Linked DNA regions of Capra hircus: region 1 is linked to region 2. The links are chromatin contacts, called in public Hi-C maps. All regions are on one chromosome and are shown on one strand. Each heading gives the region's core, a stretch centred on a gene start, on an enhancer-like site or on the middle of the called end of the contact. The rest is flanking DNA. Distances are from core to core; before and after follow the strand shown. Region 1 holds the start of EXOC7 (exocyst complex component 7). Region 2 overlaps QRICH2 (glutamine-rich protein 2).

The links. A called contact is a pair of places that touch in the nucleus more often than the background predicts.
Region 1: a Hi-C map of blood shows a contact between it and region 2, with 6 times the contacts expected there. The contact joins the promoter of EXOC7 here to the enhancer-like site in region 2. A contact is called at or near these places in 2 of 5 Hi-C or Micro-C datasets (both in blood).

What each region holds. Positions count from the first base shown.
Region 1 is chr19:54,784,779-54,789,185 of ARS1.2, reverse strand. It overlaps EXOC7 (exocyst complex component 7), which reads right to left and starts at 2,507. Exons shown (of 18, transcript XM_018063765.1): 1 at 2,330-2,507; 2 at 2,073-2,138; 3 at 769-953; 4 at 475-580. The coding sequence starts at 2,389.
Region 2 is chr19:54,642,393-54,647,292 of ARS1.2, reverse strand. QRICH2 (glutamine-rich protein 2) reads right to left here. Exons shown (of 20, transcript XM_018064022.1): 3 at 2,519-3,964; 4 at 2,424-2,517; 5 at 969-2,297; 6 at 133-218. Among named protein-coding and RNA genes, the nearest start is that of QRICH2, 4.6 kb to the right of the region's middle. Within about 2 kb of position 2,097, at least 1 of the 5 cell types and tissues checked has an H3K27ac peak or open chromatin away from gene starts, as enhancers often do.

The DNA.
Region 1 (4,407 bases), core at 1,258-3,757, 140 kb before region 2:
AATAAAAAATACCCATGCATTTATAAAAATCAAATGTTAAATCTGTATTTCATAGGTAACTTGTAATGTGCATTCTCTGGTGGCTCAATGGTAAAGAACCTGCCTGCCGATGCAGGAGATCTCTGGGTTGAGAAGATCCCCTGGAGAAGGAAATGGCAACCCACTCCAGTATTCTTGCTTGGGAAATCCCATGGACAGAGGAGCCTGGCAGACTACAGTCCACGGGGTTACAAAAGAATCAGACACAACTCAGCAACTAAACAACAACTTATAATTTAGCTAAATTATTAAAATGCAATCAAAATGTAGACCTGTAATTTCTGAAACAGAGATTTCAATGTCTGTAGTATGTGCATGGTACTATATACTTCTCTTCATTCGACTATATTATCTTTTAGCTGGTTCAGTGTCTCATGAGACCCAGACAGGGATTGGTGTCTCCCAACCTCTCACATCACTCTGCTGGCCCCTTACCACTTTGTTGAGCTCTGGGCTGTCTGGGCTATTGTCCTGGAAATACTCCACAGCCTTCTGAATCTTGGCCATGCTTCCCAGATACTCCTCTAGCCTACCTGTGGGCCTGGAAAGGAGAAGAGCCATATTAGCCCGGGTAGATGGAAGATAAATAGGAAGGACTAAGGGAATGGTATTTGGAAATGGTGAACAGAATTAACACAGGGGACTCTAGACTCATATATATTCTACCCCACTTCCAAAGCCTACTGGTCCAAGAGGCGTTAGGAATGTGACCCTCTGGTCCAAGCTCACCCCTCTCTGATGATCTTTTCAGTGTCACTGGCCACGTGGTAGTAGCTGATGACATGGTCCAGACAGGACAGGGTCTTCTCGACATTCTCCTGCAGCCGCTGCAGGTTCTCCGTCTGCTTGTGCACGGGGATGATGGAGTTCTCCAGCTTCATAAGGCGACTTTCAAAGGATGACAGGATAGACACCTACGGGGGGAAGCCCCGTGCTCTCAGGCCTCAGGGTTGTCCCAGCACTGCTTCTGCCCCTCGCCAGGTCTTCGCATTTGCTGCCTTTTCTCTGGTTTTCTAGACAGTATGCTCCAAGAGGAGACGGACAGGGTATACTTATTCCCCACTGTATCCCCAGGATCTACCATGTGCCTGGCAGATCGGAGGTGGCCCAAATAAATTGGCTGAAGTTTGATTTGAAGGCGAGGCAACCGTTACATTAACTTCTCAGAAAATCACCTCAGGATGGCTTCCCTTCTACCCTTTAAAGCCAGATCTCAACTTATGTTCTCCCTGATGCTTTCCTAGACTGAACAGGAACTAGTTTCATATAGAGTAGCCTCAAATGCATTCCTGGTACCTTCAAACCCCCTCTCTCTAAGGCTAAATCTCATTAAGTAAGGACTAGCACCTGATGACTGTGTTACTGAATACATACCCACCTTCCTATCTACTACTCAGTTTGGGTTTTCCAGGCTCTTTTCGGAATAAGAAAGGAAGTTCATGTTTATTGAGTACCTACTGTATACCAGATACTGTGCAAGAGGCATTTCCATTCATTAGCTTCTATGACCTTCACAGCTACAATGGAGATTGGCATCGTCTATTTTAGCAGAGGAGGTAACTGAGGCTCAGCGTTACCTGTCAGGAGCCACACACAAAAAAGTGGAGGGGCAAGGGCTAGATCCTGCATCTATCTGATTTCTGACTCATTCTACCCCTCCACCTCTCCAGAGTGACAGCTGAGTCTCCTGCCCTCAGTAATCTCAGAAGTGGTACCCCCACCCGTGATACCCGCGCTTAAACTAAGGGTGACCCATGGCCAGTACCCAGCCCACTTAAGTCAGTCTCACTAAATGTTTGCGGAAGGAGAGAAAGAAGAATGGAGAACTTAGGCAGAAAGCAGATATGTGGGGGGGCTGCCGCATTCTCAGCGAAGTGGCGGGCAAGGGGAAGAGAGTGTAAGAAGTGTAACACTGTTGCTAGAGAAACCCAGACGTTAACACCCATCACCACCCAGGCCAGAAGCCTCAGGCTTTAGGTACCAAACCCCTGGGTCGCAGCGTCTGGAGGCCCTCCCAGCGAGGGGTTACTCACCATGTTCTTGGTGAGCTGGTCGCTCTTCTCCAGGCTGTCTCGGATGAAGGACAGCGTCTCCTCCTCCTGCGGGGGGGAGGGGAGGACATCACCAGAAGCCAGAGACCACCGCATCCCGGCTCCACAGCCTCGCCCGGACCCTATCGCCCGCGGCCCCCTCCACTCCTACTACCTCCCCTCCCTGAGTGGACGCCCGGCCCGGATCTCGGCCCCTTCCCTCACCTCCTCCCTCCCCCGCCCCGCCTCCCCAGCCCCACCTGCTTTAGCTTGTCCTCGATCTCCCGCCGCCGGGCGGACGCCTCCTGCGGGGGAATCATGACTTCGACCCTCCCTGCGAGCGGCCCCACAGCCCAGCGTCTCGCTTCAGAGGGCCCTCTCGGCTCCCGTCCCTGTCACACCCACTTCCGCCCATGGCCCCCCTCCCCGGGGCCCGTTTGCCGCCATGTTGGGAGTGGCAGGCGGAAGTGCGCCTGCGTGGAACTCAGGGACAGGGGAACCCGGCAGGTGGCCATCTTGGGTGTGGCGGGGAGGTGCACCCGGGTTTCACCTTGATGCGTGTTGCCACACTCATCAGAGAAGGTTCTCTAGCGGTGTTTTGTCCCGCAGCTGGCACAACAGTTACAGCTCACTTGCCGTCTTCGTGGGAAGGCTGACTCTTTTCACAAAGATTAATAACAAATTCGTTTGTCTGGATCCAGGCACAGATGAGGTGTTCCCCCGCAAAGCGCAGCACAGAGCTTGTCACACAGCAGGCGCCTAATGTTTGCTCATTTAATGACCGAGGGACCTATGTAGTCGTGTCCCCCTTCGGCCCTAAAAGCTCTCACGGAATGCGCCCTGTGTGCAAGCCCTGGCCCGGGCAAAGAATGGTCGCCCATGGCCCCAGCGGCATCCATAACTACAAGCCCGTGAGGGGCTTGGCCGAATTCCTGGGGTAGGAGGGGTTCTGGGAGCACTCATCCTGGGGACTGGGATGGGACCGGAGAGAAGCTCCAAGCGCCACACTAAGGTGTCTGTTTTGGAAAGAGAGACATGGTTTTATTTGCTGGGGGTGAGGGCCGGGCCGCGGGTAGAGAGTGGCTTCAGCAGTGTATTTGCCCAGGTCTGGAAACAGTGCAAGGGGAAGGCTGAAAAAGTCCAGACCTGTCCGAGGGGTTAGAACCCAGGTGGTGTTCTCAGTGATGGAGACGCTGAGGCCTATCTGCCGGTGCTCAGACACAAGGGGAGCGTTTCTCATAGGGCCGCTGAGGACATCAGAAAGGCCTGGAGGGCTGGTAGGGACCCTCCTGCAAGGGGCCAAAATGTCTCAGCTCCTTTGCCCAGAGTCTCCTCTAATTAGGGGCCAGCCAGGGGTGGGGAGGTGGCCCTGGGTCAGGGTTCCTGCAGGGATGAATGTTTTAGATTCACCACAGACACAGCTCCTGCAAAACCTAGTATTACTCCCTCCTCCATTGCAGAGGCTCACCCTGCCCCTGGTCTCACCCTGGGGTGCTAAGTGGCTGCACAGCTTTGTTGAGGCATCCAGGTACAGGAAGACAGACAGTGAAGCATATGCTGGTGGGTGAGGTTTGGGGGGCATCAAGTTATAGGGCTCCCAAGGCTCTCCCAGGGGCCAGCCAGTTCCACAAAAAGGAGGAAGAAGTGGGACTGAGCCCCTGGAGAGGGATTGGACAGCTTTCTTTTGGGGCGAGAGGACAGTTTCAGATCTGGTTGATGGCCGTGAAAGTACTGATGAAGGAAATACCTGGGAGGTGCACCCCTATTGCAGATGAGAGAGATAAAAAGGCAGAATCCTTGTGTAAGGACACCTAAGATGACTCCATTGAGGCGGTCCTTGTGCAGTCCTGAGAACTAAGTGAAAGGAAAAGTTTAAATTGTTAGCAGCCAGCGAAAAGAAAAAGTGGACTAGAGAGCTTTGGTGGAAAGGCCTTTGGGCTCAGATGGACCAGCCCTAAGAGCCTCATTCAACACTTAACCTCTCTGACTAGCACCCAGCCCACAGTAGACACTCCAGAAGATAGGAATAACATCATCTCAAGAAGAAATCCTTTACGGCTGTGGACAAATACTTTGAGCTTTTTATATTCTCATTGCAATTTTGTAAACTATATACATGTGTGTTTTGTATTTTCTCAAATATCCTTCTCTAAGGGCAATTTGCTTGCTCCTTGTGAGGAAAGCTATGACAAACCTAGACAATGTATTAAAAAGCAGACACACTTTGCAAAGATCCATATAGTCAAACATGTGATTTTTCCAGTAGTCATGTAAAAATATGAGTTGGACCATAAAGAAGGCTGAGCACGGAAGAATTGATGCTTCCAAACTGTGTTGC
Region 2 (4,900 bases), core at 848-3,347:
TTTCCCATCGGAGGGGACTGTAAAGATCCATGTGATAGTAACAGAGGTGAGAGGACTGTGCAGTCCATGAAAATGGAAATGGGAAGCGGGGTTGTTGGCACTGGAAGGCAAGGCAGGTGGACCCTCCCTTACTTTTGCTTTTTCTTGTTGAATTTCTTTGGTCAAGGCCTTTAAGGTCTTCAGCTGTTCCTGCAGGTCAGGGGGTATGGACTTCTTGACTATGGAGAACAGAGATCTTAGAGTCAGAAAAATCAGATTTCTAATGGCTCCCAATCCCCGCCTCACAATGAAGAACAACATGGATCGTTTATCTGGCTTTTCCTGGGGGCTGGGGTAGAGAGGGGATGGGAAGAAAGGAGTGTCTTTTCAGGGCTCCCCTGGGGGCTCAGTGGTAAAGTATCCACCTGCAATGCAGGAGACATGGGTTCGATCCCTGGGTCAGGAAGATCCCCTGGAAGAGGAAATGGCAACCCACTCCAGCATTCTTTTTCTTTCTTTCTTTCTTTCTGTTGAATATTTATTTGGCTGCATCGGGTCTTAGTTGTAGCACTCAGGGTCTTTGTCGTGTGGCTCGAGGGCTTCTCTCTAGTTTTGGTGTGCGGGCTAAGTTGCCCTGCAACATGTGGGATCTAGTTCCCTGACCAGGGATCGAACGCGTGTTCCCCTGCACTGGAAGGCGGATTCTTAACCGCCGGACCACCAGGGAAGTCCCCACTCCAGTATTCTTGCCTGGGAAATCCCATGGTCAGAGGAACCTGGTGGGCTACAGTTCATGGGGCTGCAAAGAGTCAGACATAAGTTAGTGACTAAACACCAACAACTTGGACCCTTAAAGGCTATGGGAGAACCCAGAATGGCTGAGAATGGAAATGCCGTTTTCGGGGGTCTCAGGCAGAGGCACAGGAGGAGAAAAGGATGAAATCAGCCGAGGAGGACAACAGCCTCTCCTCTGTGCCTGCAGCACCCACCCATCAGTGCCAGCAGGTACTGGATCTTCTCCAAGTCCGTTAGGCCAGCCTGTTCCTCATTCAGGTCCTTTATGTTCTCCTTAAGCTCCATGTAGAGGGCAATAATCTCTCCCATCATACGAAATGTTTCCACGGCCATGGGGAAGCTGGGAGCCAGTTTATCCAGTGACTCACGTCTCTCACTCTGAGTATCACTCCTTTCGGATGAGCCTCGGTCCAGATAGTCAAGGGAGTATGTGCTCTTGGGAACGGGGGCCTCTTGGCCTGGGGAAGTCTGAATAGAAACTCCAGGTTGGCTTAAAACATATAGTTCTTTTGGACCCACACCTACCTGGACGTGCTGATCTACACCTTGATACCCTGGGCCACCATACATTAGGCCCTGGGAGTCTGGGATAGAGTCGGGAACAGCCTGGTCACGCTGCTCTGGTTCAGGTGTTTCCAAATGCTGTTGATCCTGGGGTGCAGATCCTACAGCTGTGCTTAATGGTCTTGGGCCACGCTGCTGCAAACCTTGTCGATACATTTCTCGTAGTACCAAAGCTTCTCGGTCTGTACCTGATGGTGTCAGACCTTGACTGGATAGGAGTGATGACACCTGACCATACTGATCCCTGCCAGGAGGTGCCACACCTTGCTGGTATGGGCGTGGTGATGTGAAACTTCGAAAATCGGCACGGTATGTTGGAAACCCGAGAAGCTCTGTGCCTGGTGGTATTATGCTTCGACCTGTGCCAGATTGCCTCCCCCAATGTGGATCTATTACAGGCTGAACCAAACCCTGCTGATCGGCACCAGGCTGCATGAAGCCACGTGGATAGGCCCCAGGTTGGATCAAACCACCTGGATAGGCACCAGTCTGGACCAGACCAGGAGGATATGCCCCAGGTGGGACCAAGCCAGGCATAGATATATTAGGTTGAAAAAAGCCATGTCGACCTCTATCAGGCTGTACTAAACCATACTGATCCACTTGAGGTTGCACCAACCCAGGCTGACCTGCAGCAGGCTGGATCACACCAACCTGGCCTGCACCGGGCTGGATCACACCAACCTGGCCTGCACCGGGTTGGATCACACCAGCCTGACTTTCACCGGGCTGCACCACACCAGCCTGGCCTGCACTGGGCTGCGCCACACCAGCCTGACCTGCACCAGGCTGCACCACACCAGGCTGGCCTGCACTGGGTTGGATCACACCCATTTGACCTGCACCAGATTGCACCAGACCAGGGTGACCCACACCAGGCTGCACCAAACCTCGATGATACATTCTAGGTGGCACCAAACCTCGTGGATACATTCTAGGCTGCATGAAACCAGGCTGATCTATACCAGGTTGGACCAAACCTCGCGGATAAATTTCAGGTTGCACCAAACCTCGCGGATACATCCCAGGTTGCACCAAACCTCGCGGATACATTCTAGGCTGCATTACACCAGCCTGGCCCGCACCGGGCTGCACCACACCAGCCTGGCCCGCGCCGGGCTGCACCACACCAGCCTGGCCCGCGCCGGGCTGCACCACACCAGCCTGGCCCGCGCCGGGCTGGCACCACACCAGCCTGGCCCGCGCCGGGCTGCACCACACCAGCCTGGCCCGCGCCGGGCTGCACCACACCAGCCTGGCCCGCGCCGGGCTGCACCACACCAGCCTGGCCCGCGCCGGGCTGCACCACACCAGCCTGGCCCGCGCCGGGCTGCACCACACCAGCCTGGCCCGCGCCGGGCTGCACCACACCAGCCTGGCCCGCGCCGGGCTGCACCACACCAGCCTGGCCCGCGCCGGGCTGCACCACACCAGCCTGGCCCGCGCCGGGCTGGACCACACCAGCCTGGCCCGCCCGCCCCCCCCGGCCCGCGCCGGGCTGCACCACACCTGCCTGGCCCGCGCCGGGCTGGACCACACCAGCCTGGCCCGCGCCTGGCTGGACCACACCAGCCTGGCCCGCGCCGGGCTGCACCACACCAGCCTGGCCCGCGCCGGGCTGCACCACACCAGCCTGGCCCGCGCCGGGCTGCACCACACCTGCCTGGCCCGCGCCGGGCTGCACCACACCAGCCTGGCCTGCGCCGGGCTGGATCATTTCATGCTGCTCTGTGCCAGGTTGTATGAAGCCAGATGTTCCCAAATTGGGCTGTACAAAAACTTGCTGATCCATGGGATATATTACAAATCCATGCTGATCTACACCAAGAGGTACCACCCCAGACTGATATGTGCCAAGTGGTCCCATACCACTCTCATCCATTCCAGGAAGTTGATATGTGCTAAGCGGAACTGTACCAGGCTGTTCTGATCCTGGCTGATCTCTGCCATGTGCCAATGGTGGCACCGCATCACTCTGAGCCATGCCAGCTAGTACCAATTCCTGCTCATCCATTCCAGGCAGCATCACTCCAACCTGATCCACACTGATGGGAACCATGCCAGGCACGTAAGTGCTGGGATACAGCAATTCAAGCTGATCTGAATCAAACGATCCGAATCCATATTGATCTGGCCTTGCATAGAGGTGGCCTTGGCTAGCAAACACTCCCCTGTGCTGATCTGGGGACATCTGAGGGTGTTGATCTCTGGGCAAGGACACATCCTGATACACTGGGCCAAGGTGGGCATCCCGTTCATCTCTGCGTAGATGCCCTGAGCTGTGCTTCTCTCTAGACCGGCGGCGATCTGGCTCTGCCCTCAACTGGGACGTAGATGGCGGATGGGGTCTGGCCAGGCCAGCTTCATCACGGGCCCTTAAGTGCTGTTCTCTAGCCGGAAACCCAGTGGCAGAGGAAACTCTGCTTCGTTCCCTGCCAGGAGGCCCATCGAAGGGGTATCCTATGCCACTGCTTCCTGAAAAGGTGTTGTCTGTGATAAAACCAGCAGAGTCCACAGCCTGGTCATCACTTGGATGCTTTGTGGAGACTCCACTTGGAATTAGGTCACTTGATGTTATGGAACTCTGTCTTTTGTGCCGCTGAAGTCCTGTTGATGACTCTGAGATCTGGTGAAAGAGGAAGAAAGAAATCAGTGTCTCTAAGGAAAAAGTACTCATGATAGGAGGGTAGGAAGTCTGGGGTATCTGATGAAGATGATTTAGAGCCCTTGGGGAAAAAACATGCACCCTTACAAAACTAAGCTGGACACAAAGACTGACTTTGACACCCTTGAAAGGCAGTTCTCCAGATTTTTGAGTCTGTACATTTGTAAATGGTCTCCTTATATGTAATTTTCCTCATAGAAGACAGGAGGGGGGAGATCCCTAGTGGTGCAGTAGTTAAGAATCTACATGCCAGTGTGGGGCACATGGGTTTCATCCCTGGTCTGGGAAGATTCACATATCGTGAGGCAGCTAAACCTGCACACCACTACTACTGAAGCCCACGGGCATAGATACCCCATGCACCACGACAAGAGAAGGCACCGCAGTGAGAAACCCACGCGCTGCAACTAGAGGATATTCCCCACTCGCCACAACTAGAGAAAGGCCACACATGGCAATGAGAACTCAGCACAGCCAAACTATAAATTAAAAAAAAAAAGGTTGGGGGGAAACCTGCTAAATCACGTGATCAACTCCAACTTTTATTGTGTCTAGAAACAAAGGACATAAGTAATTTATTGAGTTTACAATATAAAGTCTACTCCACCATTGACCCATTGCTGGCAGCAGAAGTGTACACAGTAGAGAAAGTAAACCATGCATTTAAAATGTAAAGCACAGACTCAGAAACTCCATAGATAGGAACTGTCTGTATTGACTCTCACGAAAGAACAGGCATACACGTACAGAGACAGAGTCTGAGGCATTGTTTATGAAAACAGGTTATCTATAGGGGACCAAGAGGGCTCCCTGGTGGTCTAGTGGTTAAGATTCCATGCCTCTGGACTTCCTTGGTGGTCCAGTGCTAAAGAATCTGCCTGCCAATGCAGAGGACAC